Linked DNA regions of Pan troglodytes: region 1 is linked to region 2. A link is a contact called in public HiChIP or PLAC-seq data. All regions are on one chromosome and are shown on one strand. The core of a region is the stretch at or near the end of the contact, and the rest is flanking DNA. Distances in the headings are between cores, read along the strand shown. Region 1 holds the start of ATP1B3 (ATPase Na+/K+ transporting subunit beta 3). Region 2 holds the start of RNF7 (ring finger protein 7).

Region 1 (3,023 bases), core at 105-2,604, 130 kb after region 2:
TGCCTATGATTTAAAGAAGTGCATTCCAGTCTGCTTGCATGGTGCTTTGCTATTTCTAATACTCATTTCATGCCAAACTCTCCAACATGCTTCTACAAATCTTTTGGTGTCATTAGCTCAAAACGTAAACGGATTTTGGTTATTTTCAATGTCATAATTATAAATTTAGCTTTTTTAAGCGTGAAAAAAGCACTTTATAGGAATATATTTTACCACTTTTCCATTTGTGGGAGGTATAATTCATTATTTCTTGCTTTGGTAAGAAAAGTGAGGAAAAAGGAAAATTTATCCATTTGCAGGCTGTTTAAACTTCCAGACAGATTATAATTCATCATTCCAAACAATAAGATGGCTATTACATTTCTCCATAATTTTTATTTGCTAATAAAACGGAGGCAGAGCTTTTTCCTAAAAATAAATAAATAAACAACAACAACAACAACCTCCCCCACCCCGCACCTTCTGTGCAAATTCCTATAAAGTCTTTTATCCTGTCGCTGAGTCTGAGGGCGCCCCCCCTCCCCGTACTCGTCAGCTCCATCTCGCGGAGGAAAACGCTACCGGCACCCTCAGCTCCGCCCAAGGGCCGCGATCTCTACAGGGGAGATGAAAAGCCGGCGACACTACACAGGCGTGGACCCCCCAAAGAGTGTTCCTTTCCTGTGGGTTAAGAGTAGGAGCGTCTGGGCAAAAGCTGGGAGCATTCAGTTGCCAGGACCCTTGGGAAAGCACGTATTTAGATTTCATTGATAAATTCAACTGAATCCCGAGAAAAATTATACTCCATTCACTGGCATATTTAGAATGGAATTCCTATTGACCCGAGGCTCCCGGTTGAACCCTTCAAGGGAGCCAAGCGAGGACGTTCTCAGAACAGCAGTGCACCGTGTACATTGTGGGAGCCCCGCGCGATCCCCCGCAGAGCGTCCTGTAGGAACGTCACAGAGCCCAGAGAGCGTCCTGTAGGAACGTCACAGAGCCCAGAGAACGCCTGGGGACGGTCGGGGAGGCAGTTCGGGGAGGGGACGATTAAGTTCCCTCAGAGAGGACGCCGCGGGCCGACTGGAGTCGTTTTCGTGCTCTCCGCGCCCGCCCGCCGCGGGTAGCATCTTCTCAGCGCCCCGGCGCCCAGGAACGCCCAGGAAACCCAGTCCTCCTCCTAAGCAACCTGCGGCGCGGGGACGCCCGCCTTTTGCTATTATTATAAACGTGCGTGCGACTAAACCTTCGGATTTTTAGACTTTCTTCTCGCTTCCTCTGACCCAGGCTGAGGGAGCCCCCGAGGCTACTGCGGGGCGGGGCCGGGGCGGGGTGGGGCGTCCTCGCCGCCTCAGGCAGCGCCCCGGCCGCGGGCGGGAGGCGGCAGCGGCGCGGGCCGAGCGGCGCGGGGATTGGCTGCGGCGGGCGGAGACGTCAGGCTCCCGCGGCCCAAGCGGCCGCCCGGCGCGGCGCGGCGCAGTCGGCTCGAGTACTGCCCGTAACGAGGAGGTGTTCTCGGCCGTCCCACCCTTCACTGCCGTCTCCGGGCTGCGCCGCCGGAGCCGGGACGCGCCTCCGCAGCCCTCGCCGCCTCCATCCCCGCGGCCGCAGCTCCTCTCGCCGTCCGCGCGCACACCATGACGAAGAACGAGAAGAAGTCCCTCAACCAGAGCCTGGCCGAGTGGAAGCTCTTCATCTACAACCCGACCACCGGAGAATTCCTGGGGCGCACCGCCAAGAGCTGGGGTGAGCGGGCAGCAGCTGGGCGTCCGGGGCCGGCCTCGGTCCCGGGGGCGCCGGGCGCGGTCGGGTGGGAACGGAAAGGCGGGAGGCGGCTCCCAGCGCCGGGGTTCCCGACCGCCCGACCCTAACCCGGGCGGCGGCGGCGCAGTGCGGCCCCATTCATTGCTCCCCGGGCCGGCCGGACTGGCCGCAGCTCGCTCCCGAAGCAGCGGGGCCCGCGGGCAGCCCGGCCGGGCCGCGCTGGTTCCTCCCTCCCTGCTGGGAGCGGGGCGCACGTGCTGCCCGGGCCTCCCGCCCGGCGCGGCGCCGGAAGCCGGGGACCCCTGCCCGAAGCCGGGCCCCGAGAGCGCAGGAGCCGAGCCCCCGGGCCTCCTTTGTACGGAGCGCTCCGGCCCGAGAGGCCCTGGCGGAGGCGCCCGGCCCGCTGAGCGGTTCGGGGCAGCCAGACCCTGCCCCACTCCAGGGGAGAGGAAATTTCCACTCCCGCCGCTATCTTGTGACTCGTCCACGCTGCCACCCCGACCGGTCGGAAGAGTGCGACTGAGTGTTAAGTGTGGGTGTGGGTTGCTTAAACGTGTAGCGGTGAGTTAATCACAGAAGTACATTGTACAAGAAAATGCACTTGAATTTGGACAGTGAAAAGGCCCTTAAAAAGGTTGGTTCCTCCCGGATTCCTTTTTAATTACAGAGGTTTTCTTCCTTACAAATTTGCTTCTTTGGGGAAAGTAAATCCTGTCTGAACAACACAGGTTTGTTTTTTTACCCCGTGTCTTCAAAACAGGAGAGTGATGGTTGTATGTTAGCAGATTTTTTCTATGCGTGAGCTCTTTGTTTTAATATATTTAAACCATCTACCGTGTAGAGTAGCTTTAGGATGCCTTTTTTTTTCTAAAATTGTATCAATCTCTGAATGCAGGCTAGAGCTTTTTTTTTTTTTTTTGCCTTTATACTTAAGTAAACTAATTTTACCTTTTTTAATCCTTTTGAAACATTTTGTTAGTGGGTCTTGAAAGACCATTTCTTTCTGAGTGGGAATAAATCTCGAGAGCTTAGAACTATTTGGGCACAACATTTTTAGGATAAGCATGGAGAAATAAGCTATGACTCAGAAAATAAACTGTTGCTGCAGACTGAAATGGACTCCTTCAGGGTGAAAAGGCGACTTGAAGTCTTATCACAAGCTGAAAGGGGCCTTGGAGGATTTTTAGCCCAACCCCCACTTTAGAGATGAGAAAAATGAGACCCAGAGAGGTTGTGATTTTTGCCTTGTGTAAAATTACATATGCCACAAAGCCAAGAAA
Region 2 (3,298 bases), core at 20-2,519:
CCCCTGCCAGGCTCCATTAGTCTGGTTAGCTTTTGCCCAGGTATCAGGAGATGAGGGGATGGGGAGAGGCTCAGAATCCAAACTTGACAGAGTAGGTGTCCACCACTAGGTGATGGTGGGGTCAGGCATCTCCTTAGGCTGGCTGTGCTTCTGTTTTCTTTTCAATGGAGATACCGGCTTTCTTGGAAACACATGTGATGGTGGGCTAGCCGTAGAAGCACTACTACAATAACGATGTGATCTTTGTCATTTCACTTCTTCAGACTTCATTAGTCCTACATATAAAAAGAGGAAGTTAAACTAGCTCAAATGTACTGAGCAGAAGGAATGGAAACTGTGCAGCTGAGGGAGCGGGGCCTGAAAAATAAGTGTGGGTTGTGTCGCCAAACACCGGGACTCCTGGGATCCTGACCTCTTTTAGGGGTCAAAAGAGGGCAAACTAGTTGCCTAACAATATTTAGAGCTATTTCTCTCTTTTCACTCTCATTCTACGAGTGTACACCGGAGTTTCTAGCAACTACATGGTATGTGAAGTCATCCCTCTAATGATAACCTGTAATGAGGTTATTACTGTGATTTTTAATGAATACATTTTAAAATGTTTTAATTTCTTCAAAAGCAAACATTAATCTCTATATATGTGTGTATACATATACAGGAAATGTATGAATATATATTCATTATATATATGAATATACATATATTCATTGTATATGTGTATATATATTCATACATAATGTGTGTGTATATATATATATACATATATGTATTTATACATTTCCTACATAAATAAAAGTTCTTTAAGGTCCTAATAATTTTTAAGTGAAAAGGAGTCCTGAGACCAAAAAGTTTTGAGAATCACTGAACCAGATTTCTAGATCTTTAAGATCATTAATTCACTCAACAAATAATTGCGCCTCCTGTGGCCAGGCATTTTGCAGATACCGAGGATAATGTGGTCGTAACAACATGTTTCCTGCTCTGATAGAGTTTTACGTTTGGGAGGGAAGAGACAAACGAATAAATTAACAAGATAATTTCTGAGAGCAGTAGCTTTAATGAAGCCGTAAAGCAGGACACATATTCCTGCACAATCTGTGCGCCTGCTCAGACGTAACACCCCGCAGCGCAGCAGGCAGATTCAGCGGCGTCGCCCCAAAGGGGCCCGAGCCCTCTCAGTTGCCCTAGGACGGCGAGGGCGGGGCCTGCCCGCCCCCCCGGCGCTGGCGTCAGGTGACGACACTGGGCCGCGCCAGCCAATCGTGGGCGGCCGGGGTCTAGGCACCACGGTGGCTGGCGGCCTGCAGGCGGCCTGCGGGCGGCGCTGTGGCCCGTCGGGTGGCTCCAGAGAGCCGCCCTAGCCTTCCGCCTTCCCCAAGCCAACGTCTCCGCCGTCGGCTCCGCGGCGCCGCCATGGCCGACGTGGAAGACGGAGAGGAAACCTGCGCCCTGGCCTCTCACTCCGGGAGCTCAGGCTCCAAGTCGGGAGGCGACAAGATGTTCTCCCTCAAGAAGTGGAACGCGGTGGCCATGTGGAGCTGGGACGTGGAGTGCGATACGTGCGCCATCTGCAGGGTCCAGGTGATGGGTAAGCGCTGCACGCGAGGCCAGGGCCGCGCTGCGGCCTCCGGGAGCCGACCTTGGGGTTGGGAAGGGACGGGCGTCCGTCAGAAGCCTCGGAAAGTGCCCTGCCTGGGAGAGTGGGTGGAGGTCGCCCTGCCCCGGCGCCGGAGGAACGCGGAGCCACGCTCCTGCTGCGACTCCTGAGGGCTGCGGCCGCCGCCTGGGGCTGCGGGGTTGTGCAACAGGCGCCCGGCGCCGGGTGGTTGGTGTTCTAGGGAGAGAGACGGGCAATAAACGGAGTTAAACGAGGTAATTTCAGGTAGTGATGGGTGTGACCAAGAAAGTAAAACCGGGTGATTGTTGGGAACTAGCAGGAAACACTTCGGTTTGTGTGTCCAGCCCCAGCCCCAGCTCTAAAAGCTCATCACAAGGTGGTCAGGGTAAAGGCCGTGATTCAGCAGTGAACTTTAATAGTCTTGGTCACCACCAAAGTGATGCTCCAGAGTCATCTTCCACAAAACGACACCCTTAGTTCTTCTCGAGGGACGCAGGAAAGTGTTCATAGCCATTGCATTTCCGGATTAGCTTACCGCCGCTCTTCGAATGGCTTTTAAATCTGGATTGATCTAAGACGGTTCAGATAGCACTAGCGTGGCTTGAAGGGGACAGTGTGGTTCAAGAATATCTAAGTTTCATGGAAGCTGAAGAATTGTAAGCCCTTTTTTCAGAAACGTAAAACTTCACCTCCATCACACCCCCCTCTCCATATTGGATGCCATTTCCTGGAGAAGATACTGTGCTGCTCTGAGTCATGCTTTGTGGAGAACCCTCTTACAAATATGTCTTCTTTCTGTGATATTTTGAGTTAAAATATTAGACCAAGTGAAACTTTTCAGAACAGCTTAATCTTGTTATATTTTATATGGTTCTAAGAACTCAGACCACTTTGAAAAGCAGGTGCTATTTAAATGCAAGTTGTATTTTCAGATAGGGCATTTAAAATTACTATGAGAGCCTCTTCAGTGGAGTTCTTTATTGAGGGTAGTTAAAGAAAACGGACATTTCTATCGTTTGAAAACTGTGACTTGTCTTGAAAAATGAGAGAATTGGAGAACATACAGAGAATTGCTCACCTTAAGGGGGGTGAGACTTTAAACATACCAGAATCAAGAGATTTCGCAGTTTATGCTCTTTTGTCTTTTATTCCTAAGGGCTTGTTTCAAAGAGGATTTACAACAATTGGATTCAGATATTTTTATCTTTCTCTTTTGAAAGACCTTGATATTAGACATGACCCACTTATTTTACATGGATCACTTGAGCCCAGGAGTTTGAGACCAGCCTAGGCAACATCGCAAGACCCTGTATGTACAATTAAAAATTAAAATAAAAAGCTGACCAGGCATGGTGGCCTCCAGCTACTCTGGAGGCTGAGGTGGGAGGATCCCTTGAGCCCAGGAGGTCGAGGCTACAGTGAGCCTTGTTCCTGCCACTGCCACTGCCACTATACTCCAGCTTGGGTGACAGAATGAGACCCTGTCTCAGCAACAAACAAACAAAACATATGAGGCTTTAAAAGTATCTAGTTTATTTGCCAGCAATACAGCTGCCCCTACCCCCACTTAGGAATCATAATTTCTAGTTTGGGAAGCATTTTTAACTGATCCAGGAGACTCTTTTTTTTTTTTTTTTTTTTAAGACAAGTTTCGCTAAACATTTTATCTCCTAAATAAAT

Evidence for each region. HiChIP or PLAC-seq counts read pairs in DNA pulled down with a chosen protein or histone mark.
Region 1: an H3K4me3 HiChIP or PLAC-seq map of stem cell-derived excitatory neurons shows a contact between it and region 2, with 4 times the contacts expected there. The contact joins the promoter of ATP1B3 here to the promoter of RNF7 in region 2. A contact is called at or near these places in 2 of 7 Hi-C or Micro-C datasets (a lymphoblastoid cell line and stem cell-derived neural progenitor cells), 1 of 1 datasets of contacts at active chromatin or transcription factors (stem cell-derived excitatory neurons) and 1 of 1 other capture datasets (stem cell-derived neural stem cells).

The regions. Positions count from the first base shown.
Region 1 is chr2:145,079,586-145,082,608 of NHGRI_mPanTro3-v2.0_pri, forward strand. It overlaps ATP1B3 (ATPase Na+/K+ transporting subunit beta 3), which reads left to right and starts at 1,355. Exons shown (of 7, transcript XM_001154579.8): 1 at 1,355-1,725. The coding sequence starts at 1,617.
Region 2 is chr2:144,949,327-144,952,624 of NHGRI_mPanTro3-v2.0_pri, forward strand. RNF7 (ring finger protein 7) reads left to right here and starts at 1,270. Exons shown (of 3, transcript NM_001252557.4): 1 at 1,270-1,588. The coding sequence starts at 1,414.